2 separate regions of the Danio rerio genome follow, and region 2 is linked to region 1. A link is a contact called in public Micro-C data. All regions are on one chromosome and are shown on one strand. The core of a region is the stretch at or near the end of the contact, and the rest is flanking DNA. Distances in the headings are between cores, read along the strand shown.

Region 1 (5,848 bases), core at 1,982-4,481:
GTAACTCCGGAGGCCTGGAAACACATGCAGAGAGAATGAATTCATGTGCAAGGATGAATGAACGTGAGAGAGTGCAGAGATTGAATCAGATTGGTCTGCTCATGTTAGACCGGCTGCCCTTTTGACTGAACTTGATACTTGGATGTCATCTGGCTGAATCCAAACTACTAGGCCGCCAGGTTTTGCAGTGCAAGATGGAAATGACTAAACAGAAAAACCCTGACGAAGGAGAAACAGAACCGCACACTTCAAGGGCAGTGGAGACGAGAGAAAACATAACTTCGATAACATTTAGGATAAATTAATCATTGCAAGGGTTTGGTTTCCATTTTCCCATAAGAAAAAAAAAGCAGCTGAACAAGGCACCATTCTTTCTGCAGTCACACGACATCTCAGATACGCTCCAACACATCAGAACAGAAGTAACGTTGGGAAACTTCCTCATAAGCACTGATGAAATTTGCACCGAGGGGTCTGACTTAAAGCAAGACTTTCACATGCGTCTAAAACGCTCAACAGCAGCGGACACACTACAAAAACCAATCCTACACAGCTCGTCTACAGCGGGAGATCACAAAACAATGATTCCTCTGTGAAAAATCAAAATGGCTTCAGTCACACCAGTCTTATAAACCTACTCAGGTCCTCTGATTTCCATTAGAAACAGGGATCAGTGGCTAATGCTGAATAGGCATAACCAGACATTCAAGATTTCAGTTCATGAGATTATTCTATGAGCAAACGCTGGCAGTAACCTGAACTTTTTTTTTTTAGTGAGTGTGAAATGGTGGACACGAAGCTTGCGGCCCACTTACAGGAAACGCACGACTGAAGGGTGGATCCGGGTTTGTTTAAGGTGTGAATGAAAGGAACGTGTTGAGATGTTTCATTATGTGAAAGAAATGGGGCATTAAAGGGCTAATGGAAGAGAGGGAATCCCACACCTTTTGATCAATTATTACCATTACTTTTTTCAGGATTTAAATGACCACCATATAAGGATACTTGATAACATGAACCATGTTTTAGATAGTTCATGAATATTCCTTTGACCCTCTGGTGAACTTTGGTCAAGTGGCTTGATAGCTTTGTAAAAGTTTAGCACTTGCAATGTAAACCCATTAAAAAGGTAGACAACTTAAAAAAAAAAGGATTAAACGATTTTGAATAAATGCTTGTGGTTAGAAATGAGTGCAATGAAAAAAGAAAAAACTAATCTTATTATCCAAAAATGAACGCAAACACTGGTTTAAGATTTAAAAATTCATATATTTTACATTTAAAGATGTAAAACTAAAGTAGACTTCTAAAACATTTTAAAATTAAAAACACTAAAAATTAAGTATTTTGCTCAAATAAACCGGTCTTTTGTAATCATTCTTAAAATGTAAAGATGAAAATGCTCCATGTTCAGAGCTAATGTATGGATAACTACAGCTACCGTTAAATAAGTTTAACACAATCACCCCCAAAACACTACTAAAACAAACTTAAAAGCATTACAATACAAAAACAGCAATAGAAGACAGCCTTTTATTTAGAAAAAACACGCAGACTCAATCTTAAGGCGTTCGTGTCTTTATCCGTCACCTAGAGCCATAAACAATTAAAGAGCAAAAGTCCAAAGTTTGAGTGCAAGGACACGAACACTGCGGGTAAATCATCCACGTCCACTGAGAAGTGAAACCCACAATGAGAAATGAGTAAGTGTTGTGATACAGGAAACGTGACGTCTTGGGCCCTCGAATAAAGAGACACTTTATATGTTTAAAATGTTTCTTGCATCGCGCATCTCATCACATGCCTCACAGACAGAGATTTGGACGTCGCTTGCGGTCTGTGACGTTGCATATGGTCCTTGCGACTCGCATACCGAGACTGCGCGCACCGGAACCGGCATTTCCTTCAGCCTACACGCGGCATTATCACCATTTCCCTTCCTTTTCACAAGTGTTTTTCAGTGTGCGTGTACGTACAGAAGCAAGTCGACGACTTAGCTGCGCTTTCGAAAAACTGAGGAAGTAAAAGCACCTAAATATTCTCAGGACACACGCAAAAGCAGTCACGTGCTCATCTCAAAGATACAGATGTGTTACAAATAATTTCGGAGAAAGATCAAACGCAATAAAACGTAATTTACAAAGTAATTTATAAAGTTACGTCCAACCAGGAAGAGTAGTCAGTGCACGCGCCGCCTAACGACACGCAAATGCACGAGTAACGGTTTTTAAGTTGGCCGCCTGCCACCCAGCGCACTTATTTCATAATATCATCTAAAATCAACCTGATACACTTTCCCCGTCGATTCCTCTTTTTGGTCAAAGAAATAACCAACACCATCTGTGCATCAAGAATTAGGGTGGGGCCACGATTGCGGTGTTCGTGCATGTGTGCCAAATATCCGCAAAACGAACGCGTTCAAAAGAGCAAAAGCGTAGTATAAACATGAGAGCTTTCGGCCTTAAAAGGGAATAATCGGCGTTTTTACGCCCGCCCGCAGTCGCGGCGGTGCGGCAAATGCGAACGATGGTGCTTTCTGACGGATGGCCGTGTTCAGACAAAGGACAGGGTCGAGGAAGCGCTTCATCTGGCCGGTGAAAACGCAGTTAACCGCACATGCGGCCGGCGGCCATTGGTTTATTCACTGCCTTTCCTAATATCTCGCTGCGGTCCAGTCGTGTGTGGAGCAGGGCCTGCATGCAGTGTGTGATGAAAAGCGGTCGAGGCCTTTCCTGGGCCTGGACGCACGGAAATAAAGGAGGCTGAGCGGGGAAATGGCGCCAGTTGTTTTTGGGTCTCATTTTTGCCAATCTCATCGCATCCGAGTAGTTGAAGGCCACGCGCAGTCAGACCGCCGAGCCGCAAGATTATAACCGCGGACAAACAAACGGAGTGAGTTCACTGCCACAGGACAATGTAGATGCTTTTCTGACAATCAACGCTACTTATCATAGCCTGCAGCTACGGTCGGTGGAGGCGTTAATTGACAGATTTGATTCAAAGATTACTCAATCACATTTAAGAGAAAAAACAACCAACAATGCCCACGAGATAGTAGTTAAACATTAAAAGCATATCAGGGATAGCTGTAAAACATTCTAAATGATTTAAATGCAAACTTACCATGGCTGTGTCTCTGTGCTAGTCGGCGTCTGGATTGGAATTGAATGAGCTGTGATGCAGTCCCTCGGTCTCGCACACTTGATACAACACTCGGGCGCGCCCTTTTGCGCGCTCCCGTGCAGCAGACGGGAGCGCGCGTCCGTGTCACGCGCTTTTTGAGGGGTTATGGGAGTTGGAGTTCTAGGATATTCTCTATAATTTTTTTATCGGTGTTTTAAAATGTAGCATTTTTCCTCATGGTCGCTATACGTCTATGCAAAAATAAAGATTTATTAGGTATGTGTGTGAGTAAAATGTTTTCCCAGTTATTTTATAATGTCTAACATTTTAGAAAATCTAAATCAAAACTTGATTTAAATAATTCATTTATTTCTGAAAATGGTTATTGGTCAAAATAGCTAATGTTTTATTTTGTTGTAGCTAATTAAAAATCAGGGTAATTCTACCAAATATTGCTTAACTTTTTAAAATATTGTGTTATCTATACGTGTGTGTATGTATGTATGTATGTATATATATATATATATTTATTGTGAATAAAATGTTGCTACCATTTTAAAAAAATGTGTTCAATAAATGGTCACAAATTTAAAACCCTCATTTTTAAAACATATTAAGCATGTAACCAAAAACGTTTATATGGGTTTAAATTATAGTCCAGTCATAAGTAATAACATGAGAAATCTACATTTCAACAATACATTTTAATACATTCAAACATTAAAAAAATATTGTATCAATTACCTGATTTTAAAATCACCATTGTCTATACATATATAACCTATAACACACACATATAATTTTCTATACATATGTAACCAAAAACGTTTAAACAGGCTTCATTTAAGAAAAATGTATTTTATTTTACTCCTTAAATACAAAACTATTTTAGCAGAAATGTTTTATTTATAGATTACATTTCGTTTTTACATCTGTGAAGTCCTAATGGTGGAGCTTTCTACCCAAAGCATGTGCTACGTCAGAAGGAAAGCGTTGTTAAAGTGCTACATTTTGCAAAGCAAACACACACATTTCGCCGATTGTAGTATTGGTTAGTGGCTCGCTGCTGTCTGAGCCTCAGCCTAACCCTTTGTGTTTGTCTCTGCCCCTTTTTAAGGTTCGCTTAACTCGCTTCCAAATAAGGAAGCAAATGGTGACAGTCGTGAACGCGCCTCAGCCAAAGCCGCGCACATCAGGCGGCTCGCGACTCGGATCGCCATATAAGGAAACAAGGACATTTCATTTCTATAGGAAAAGTTCTCTGTGCGCGCGCTAGAGGGAGCGGTGAACAGAAGAGACGGATGAAACTGCGAAGAGGAAGAACATCCTGCTCCCTAACGGCACAGCTTTAGCTACAATTTGACATTAACAAACGAAAGATGAATTAAAGGAAATCGTTTTTGTTCACGCAAATGAGAGGCTGTTTAAACATGAGGTTGTGTATACTTACGGTCGGTCCTCGCTGAAAAACGGATGTCGTTTTTAATTCAAATCAATGCTGACACCTGCTGTACAAACACTGACACTTATCTGTTTACAAACAAGACCCAAAAAGTGCATTGCATGCTTCTAGTTTTATTTTTGGGGGTATTTATCGATAAAGTGTGTGTGTAACAGTAAAAATGATATAAAGGGACATAAGACATCCCTACAATATCAGATTAGGCAGGCCCACTGAACTTGAAACTGAAAAGATCCAGAACATAAAGCTCCCAAAACTGAGTCTCTGGAGGAATGCAACGAATAACAACGCCACACAGACACAACATATTGTCTTTAAAATGCTTTCATAGGTCTGGACATTTTTCCGATATACACACACACGAATGAACAGGAATGTGATATGATAAATAAAATGGAAAGTAATAAGATGCAACAGTGCTCAGATCAATCCAACAATCAGGCATTAGCTAATATGATATACAAATATAAACCTGATCACAGAAAAGTGCACTAGCTGAGCTTTCTTCAGAACGTTAAATAGTTGAGATTGGCTTTTCTATCAATACTTTAAGTCCTACATAAAGAAAAGGTCAGGATGGTTTTGAACACTCAAACAGCATGCCGGCAGTTAAAATAGGGTGTACAGTAATAGGACCAGTCCAGCACACAAATCAATGTGCTGGAATAACATGTTTTTTTAGCACAAATTTGAAAGCCCAGTTTAGGGTATCAAGTTACTGACAGGACTTGTGATGGAACTCATACATGGATGGAAACAAGGAATGGATAGAAGGCCACAGTTTGGTACAGAGATCATAAAACAAAGCTCTCGCAATAGTGTAGCTACACTTTTAATACTAAACAGTGAATCAAGCTAAAGCCTTAAGTAATGGCAGTTCATGTGCAAAGGTATTCCTGGCTAAAAAGAACAAACAGATAACATGCCTACAAAGTGCAATCCTAAAGTTACACCACCCTGACCGGATACAGAGGACAAGTCTTTGGCTGTACTGGAATGAACAACTGTAAACTTAATGCAGCTCTGTGGAGAGTTTAGCCCTTGTGCTAAATCCTTAATCGTCCCTGAAGAACCAACTGCTGGTTTGTGAAATTTGGTCAAATACTCATATTTGTGTCGGTATTTAAAAATCTGCTGCAAGATATTGACAAAATCATTCACCCTGGATTAGAAGTGGAGATTTAAGTGCTATGTTTGGAGATATGCATTATTTGGTATCATTGTTGGTCACGTCTGTGCAGTTTGTACATCGTTTTTTTTTTT
Region 2 (5,848 bases), core at 1,270-3,769, 290 kb before region 1:
AAAGAAGAGGAGAAAAGAAAAACAATTGTAAATAATGAGCAGTCGATTTAGTGGTCTCTGAGAGATGTTCATCAGATTTTACCCATTCAGAGTATGTGCTTAATATGGGCAAAACCAAGAGAGATAGATGCTAAAAATGTAAGAGAAAAGTTATATTAAACATTTCTTAGTCTTGTTGAAATAAAGACTGCAGATATTTAATTGTGATGTGTGGTGTGGTTTCTTATCTGCGTGCTGTATCTGTTGATTGATTGCTTTAACAATCTTGTGTGTGTATATTAAGATATTTTGTACGTTTATTTTTTGATAAGTGTGCATTGCTATACTTCATTTACACACTTTGCTTAGGCTTAATTGGCACATCAGAATGAACCGCTTATTTTAGATAATTTTAAATGGGCCCATGAAGAGTTAAAACAATCATGAGCTTTGATTAATCAGCCATTATTCAGTCTTTGTGTTTGTTATTAAATTAACATAAGCTGCTAAGATAAGATAAACACTGACAGATATAAATGTAACGCTATTAACCTCCCATAGCAGATAAGCATCCAAACATAGCCTCAAATTCATTCCTTAATTGCTAATGTAAATAAATGTGATGCTGACCACAATATGCTAAATAAATAGTAAGTTAATGAGTTAAATCCTGATGAATGTTAGTTGGTATAATGATATATTTTTAAAAATCTTCAGTTTCTTTTCTGCGCTATTGGAAGTAAACTTAATTATACATGATCTTTATATACAGTTGGTCAGAACTATTAGCCCCCCAATTTTTCCCCAATGTCTGTTTAATAGAGATTTTCCTCAGCACATTTCTAAACATAATAGTTTTAATAACTCGTTTCTAATAACCAATTTCTTTTATCTTTGCCATGATGGCAGTAAATAATATTTTACTAGATATTTTTCAAGACACTTTTATACAGCTTAAAGTGACATTTAAATGCTTAACTAGGTTAATTAGGTTAACTAGGCAGGTTAGGGTAATTAGGCAAGTTATTGTAAAATGATGGTTCTGTAGACTATCGAAAAAATATTTCTTAAAGGGGCCAATAATTTTGACCTTAAAATGTTTAAAAAAAAAAAAAAATTTATTCTAGCCGAATTAAAACAAATAAGACTTTCTCCAGAAGGAAAAATATTATCAAAAATGTCTTGCTTTGTTAAACATAATTTGGGAAATATTTTAAAAAAGAAGAAAAAATTAAAGGGGGCTAATAATTCTGACTTCAGATGTATATTAAGACATTTTTTAAGTTTATTTTTTGATAAGTGTGCATTGCTATACTTCATTTACACGCTTACCTTATGCTTAATTGGCTCATCAGAATGAACCGCTTATTTTAGATCAACCCATCTCTGGGAAAGAATCCTGGTGTGACTTCAGTTAATCAGTTTTCTTCAATGCAAACAATTAATTTTCAAGAGTCCAACATCCAGCTGTGTAAAACATATAATCTGATGTAAGTGGTCATCTTTTGCTACTATATTGTTTTTAAACAGGGTAAACATTTTACAAGTGACTTATTCTAAATCTTGGACCTTATTCTTGAAAGAAAACATGACCAATAAAAAAGTGTGAAGCACCAAAAGCAGCCCATATTAAAATAAGTTGTTATAATCATGTACTTTTTTTTTACAAGTGAGGCTGGAAAAGGTGTGAAGCTCATAATTATTGTGTTTTATTTTTTTATTATTCAAATGGCCAAATTCTGACCGAGGAAAGTTGTGCTGGCCAGTTTGTTAGCCTAATAAATGACAATAGTTTTTAATTTAAAACTTTTTTGTATTGATATTATGATGTAATAAATTTACATATTTTAAAAATACTGACAATACCATCGACAAGCTAATTCAGCTAAAAATAATGTAACCTAAATTCAGAGTTTATAGTTTAATAGAAAATGAGGCAAATAACTGGAAAGAGGTACACATTTTTTTTTTTTTTTTGGCAAAAAAACAAAACAAAATAAGAATCACCCCTTTCACCAAGCTGGTTACTAAAAAAACTGCTTAAACCAGCCTGCTTCAAGCTAGTCAACCAGCCTGGCTTTAGAGGGGTATTGGCTATTTCCAGGCTGGTTAGGCTGAAAAATGACCAGCTAAAACCAGTTTGACCGGCCAAAACCAGTATATGTTATATAAGTATATATTACAAGTATGTATTATATAACAAGTATATATTATTTAATAAAACATTAACTAATAATTTATGATTAATATGATGCAAAATTATATGAAAATATATAGTTTTTATTTAATAAATATTAAATATATAGTTAATTTTATTATATTTTATACACAATTAAACAATTAGTATTACCATTAAATACACATAAAGCAGTTTAAATCACATACAAATATCAAACTGATTTTAATTAAATGTAAAAAAAAGACAATATTACACAATAAAAGTATTCCTATGGACTTTTATTTTGAAGAGTGGTGTACGGATGTGGGCGTTGTATGTGGACTACTGGGAAAACGAGGAACTGGGAAGAGCGAGTACGAATTTGTGGCAGAGGTAAACAGCAGAAGTTATCGAAGAATCACAAAGCAATCCGATGTAAGTTCGGACTACAAAGCCTCGTGAAAACATGTAGACACCGACTAGACTCGCTTCAATCAAACGAACATCCACCAGAAGCGCTGGGCGTGTTCGTGTTTTGATGTGCTCGAGTCACAGGTTTTGTTCAACATTCCTCCTGGCCGACGCGACGCGGTGAGCGAGCCGCCGCACAACCGAGTAATGCTTTCACTTTTCCAGCGAGAAGATGGATGGGAAATCCAACTACAGCCGGCTACTCATCGCGCTGCTGATGATTCTGTTTTTTGGCGGAATTGTACTGCAATACATATGTTCAACATCCGACTGGCAGTTACTACACCTGGCATCATTGTCCTCGAGGCTGGGGAGTCGCGCGCCCGGAGATCGCTTGAACGGAGCCGGTGCGGGAGATCCGTACAGCTCGGAGGACGGTGCTTTGGTTCGCTTTGTGCCTCGTTTTAATTTTACCACTAAAGACCTTAGTCGCGCGGTGGATTTCCACATTAAGGGGGACGATGTTATTGTGTTCCTCCACATTCAAAAAACCGGAGGGACCACATTCGGCCGTCACCTGGTCCGCAACATCCAGCTGGAGAGGCCGTGCGAGTGCCATGCGGGCCAGAAGAAGTGTACCTGCTACCGGCCGGGCAAACGCGACACCTGGCTGTTCTCCCGCTTCTCCACCGGCTGGAGCTGCGGTCTGCACGCGGACTGGACCGAGCTCACCAACTGCGTGCCTTCCTTCATGAGCAACCGGGAGTCCCAGGAGAGACGCATGACTCCTAGGTGAGACTTATTAGTATACCAAACTAATTTAGTGTCTTAATGAGTTTAAATGCGTCTCGATAAACTAACTTGTTTCTTTTGTTGTGTTATGGTGTGTTGTATGGCGTCACGGTGCGCTTCGCCACTCCTTCCTCTCATATTGTTCTCGCTCTGAAACCTCTTAGCAAGTCAATTATGCGGAGACAAAAGGACTCCAACAGGTCAGGTTTAACCCCGGAGTGTCTGCTTTCATTCAGCGCATTCCTGCAACAGGGGACCCATCATCATAATCATTCACCCTTTCAGACACCCCGGAGGGCAGACAGCCTGCTGGCACCAGAACATCTGCCATTCTCTCAGGCCTGTCCTTTAAATAAACCCCCTGTAGCATTATGAGACCCACAGTGTTTGATAATGTTCGCATTTGGAGACTCGTGTTATATAAACCACGAGTCTCCAAATATAAAGGCTGTGCCTTAGCGCCCCTCCAGTGCTGATATACAGCCATAGCACACTGCTACAAGTGTGATATTGCGTTTAGACAACAGTTCGACGGCACAATCTTGTACATAAAAAAGAAAATCAAACACAGAGTCTAAAACTCTTGTATTAGGAGCTACTTTCTTCCAATATTCATTCACACATGCAGCTGACGTCAGAACAGCAGAAGCTGTAACTTATTTACCAAAGTCACTTTAGAGCTAGTATTTGAATGATTCTCTATAGTATAATGTGAAGCGGCGCTTCTAGTGTGTGACCCCTTAAGGTGATGACAAAAGAGCAAATTTTGCTTACATTTTAAGATTATAAGGCTGAACGTGACATTAAATGCCAACCGTCTACATAGATTTCTCACCAGACTGCTGTTGTGTTTGCGATAAGGAGGGACAAGGCTGAATCAAGTTTCTTATTCGCAGCTTCTTAGTGACTCTATCCAGTCCACCTTAAAAACCACGAGGCTTCCGTTTTTAGTTTTTTATTCGCGCTCAAGAGAACACACTGAGCAAGGGCTACTGTGCGGTTCTGGCGCCATCTTGTGAATAGACAAAGGCAACCGTTTTTGGCCACCGACAAGCTCTCAGAAACTATAAATATTTTAAAATAGGCGCTATTCTTACAAATAAATTGCTTAGTTGCAATCTAAACAACTACATTCTCGACAAAAAAAAGTACATTTTGTTGTCTAACAACAGTGATATTTGTCAAACTGTAGCGTCTCTGCTTGTTGCTTGCTGTATGTGGGCGGTCTAACACACAGAGGTGAAGGGTGAAGAGGCCTTTGTGTGATGTTACTGGCAAAATATCGCACGACTATCAGCCAATCAGATTCAAAAACCAGACAAAACTGTTGTGTGTGTGTGTATGTGTGTGTGTGTGTGTGTATGTATATATATATATATATATATATATATATATATATATATATATATATATATATATATATATATATATATATATATAAAAAGAAGTCTGCGGTTTAAATATTTGGGGTTCTCTCAGAGAAGTGAATTTGTTTGATTAGCAAGGATGATCACAAGTGACAGCAAAGAGCTATGTTACATGTGATTAATATTACTTATGATTTATTGAAGCATGCCAAAAGGTGAATCACAGTCACTGATTGTGAAATTGATGAGAAATGGCTTTTGAGCATAAATCAGCATATTGAGAAAAGAAAGAAATGAAACATGGAGTAATTTGTCTCTCATCACTGTCCCAGGAATAATTATCACATTCTGTAATCTGTTCAAATGTAAATTAGGTATGTAAGAATATTTCATAACATTACTGTATTTTTATCAACTAAATTCAGCTGTAGTGAAAATAAGAGACTAAAAGTGGGAAGTATATGGAAAGGATCATCATGGGATGACTAAAACCTAATTATTTAATGCTGAAATCCAACAAAAAAAGCAAGAGATATGGCAGTACAAAAAATTTGGCCAATATCGATAACAAAGTTCAATTGTGTTATGGCTGATAATCAATTTTAACTATCTGACAGCGTCAGTTACTCAATGAATAATGGATATTAAAATTCATGCTGTTTCATATTAAAATGTGTAAACGAAAGCTATAAATTCACTGAAATAAAGTACATTTGGGTGTCATGGTGGCGCAGTGCGTAGCACAATCGCTGAGAAGAAGATCGCTGGTTCGAGCCTCAGTTGGGTCAGCTGGCATTTCTGTGTGAAGTTTGCATTATCTCCCCGTGTTCGCGTGGAGTTTTGTCCGGGTGCTCTGTTTTCCCCCACAGTCCAAAGACATGCGCTATAAGTGAATTGACCCTTCGCTAAGCCCCGCCCTCCTTACTTACTGTTGCTACGCCTGTCAAGCTTTCGTGCCTGGCACGGCTTTTATACTTTGACAATATACAGTGCAGTACACAGTAAAACGAAACAACGTTCCTCCAGGACCAAGGTGCTCTATCAAACAACATAAATTGACAACATAACACAAGACTGCACTTCTATAAAAATTCTAGAGAATGAAATAAGATAAACTAAAATAAGAGCTCAAAGTGCGGTT

Evidence for each region. Hi-C and Micro-C count contacts between places; a contact is called where the count stands out from the background.
Region 2: a Micro-C map of caudal fin shows a contact between it and region 1, with 4 times the contacts expected there. The contact joins the promoter of hs6st2 here to the promoter of cfl1 in region 1.

The regions. Positions count from the first base shown.
Region 1 is chr14:35,299,053-35,304,900 of GRCz12tu, reverse strand. It overlaps cfl1 (cofilin 1), which reads right to left and starts at 3,231. Exons shown (of 4, transcript NM_213641.2): 1 at 3,124-3,231; 2 at 1-14. The coding sequence starts at 3,126. It overlaps atl3 (atlastin 3), which reads right to left. Exons shown (of 14, transcript NM_001006016.1): 14 at 5,843-5,848.
Region 2 is chr14:35,592,925-35,598,772 of GRCz12tu, reverse strand. hs6st2 (heparan sulfate 6-O-sulfotransferase 2) reads left to right here and starts at 2,519. Exons shown (of 2, transcript NM_194421.2): 1 at 2,519-3,340. The coding sequence starts at 2,781.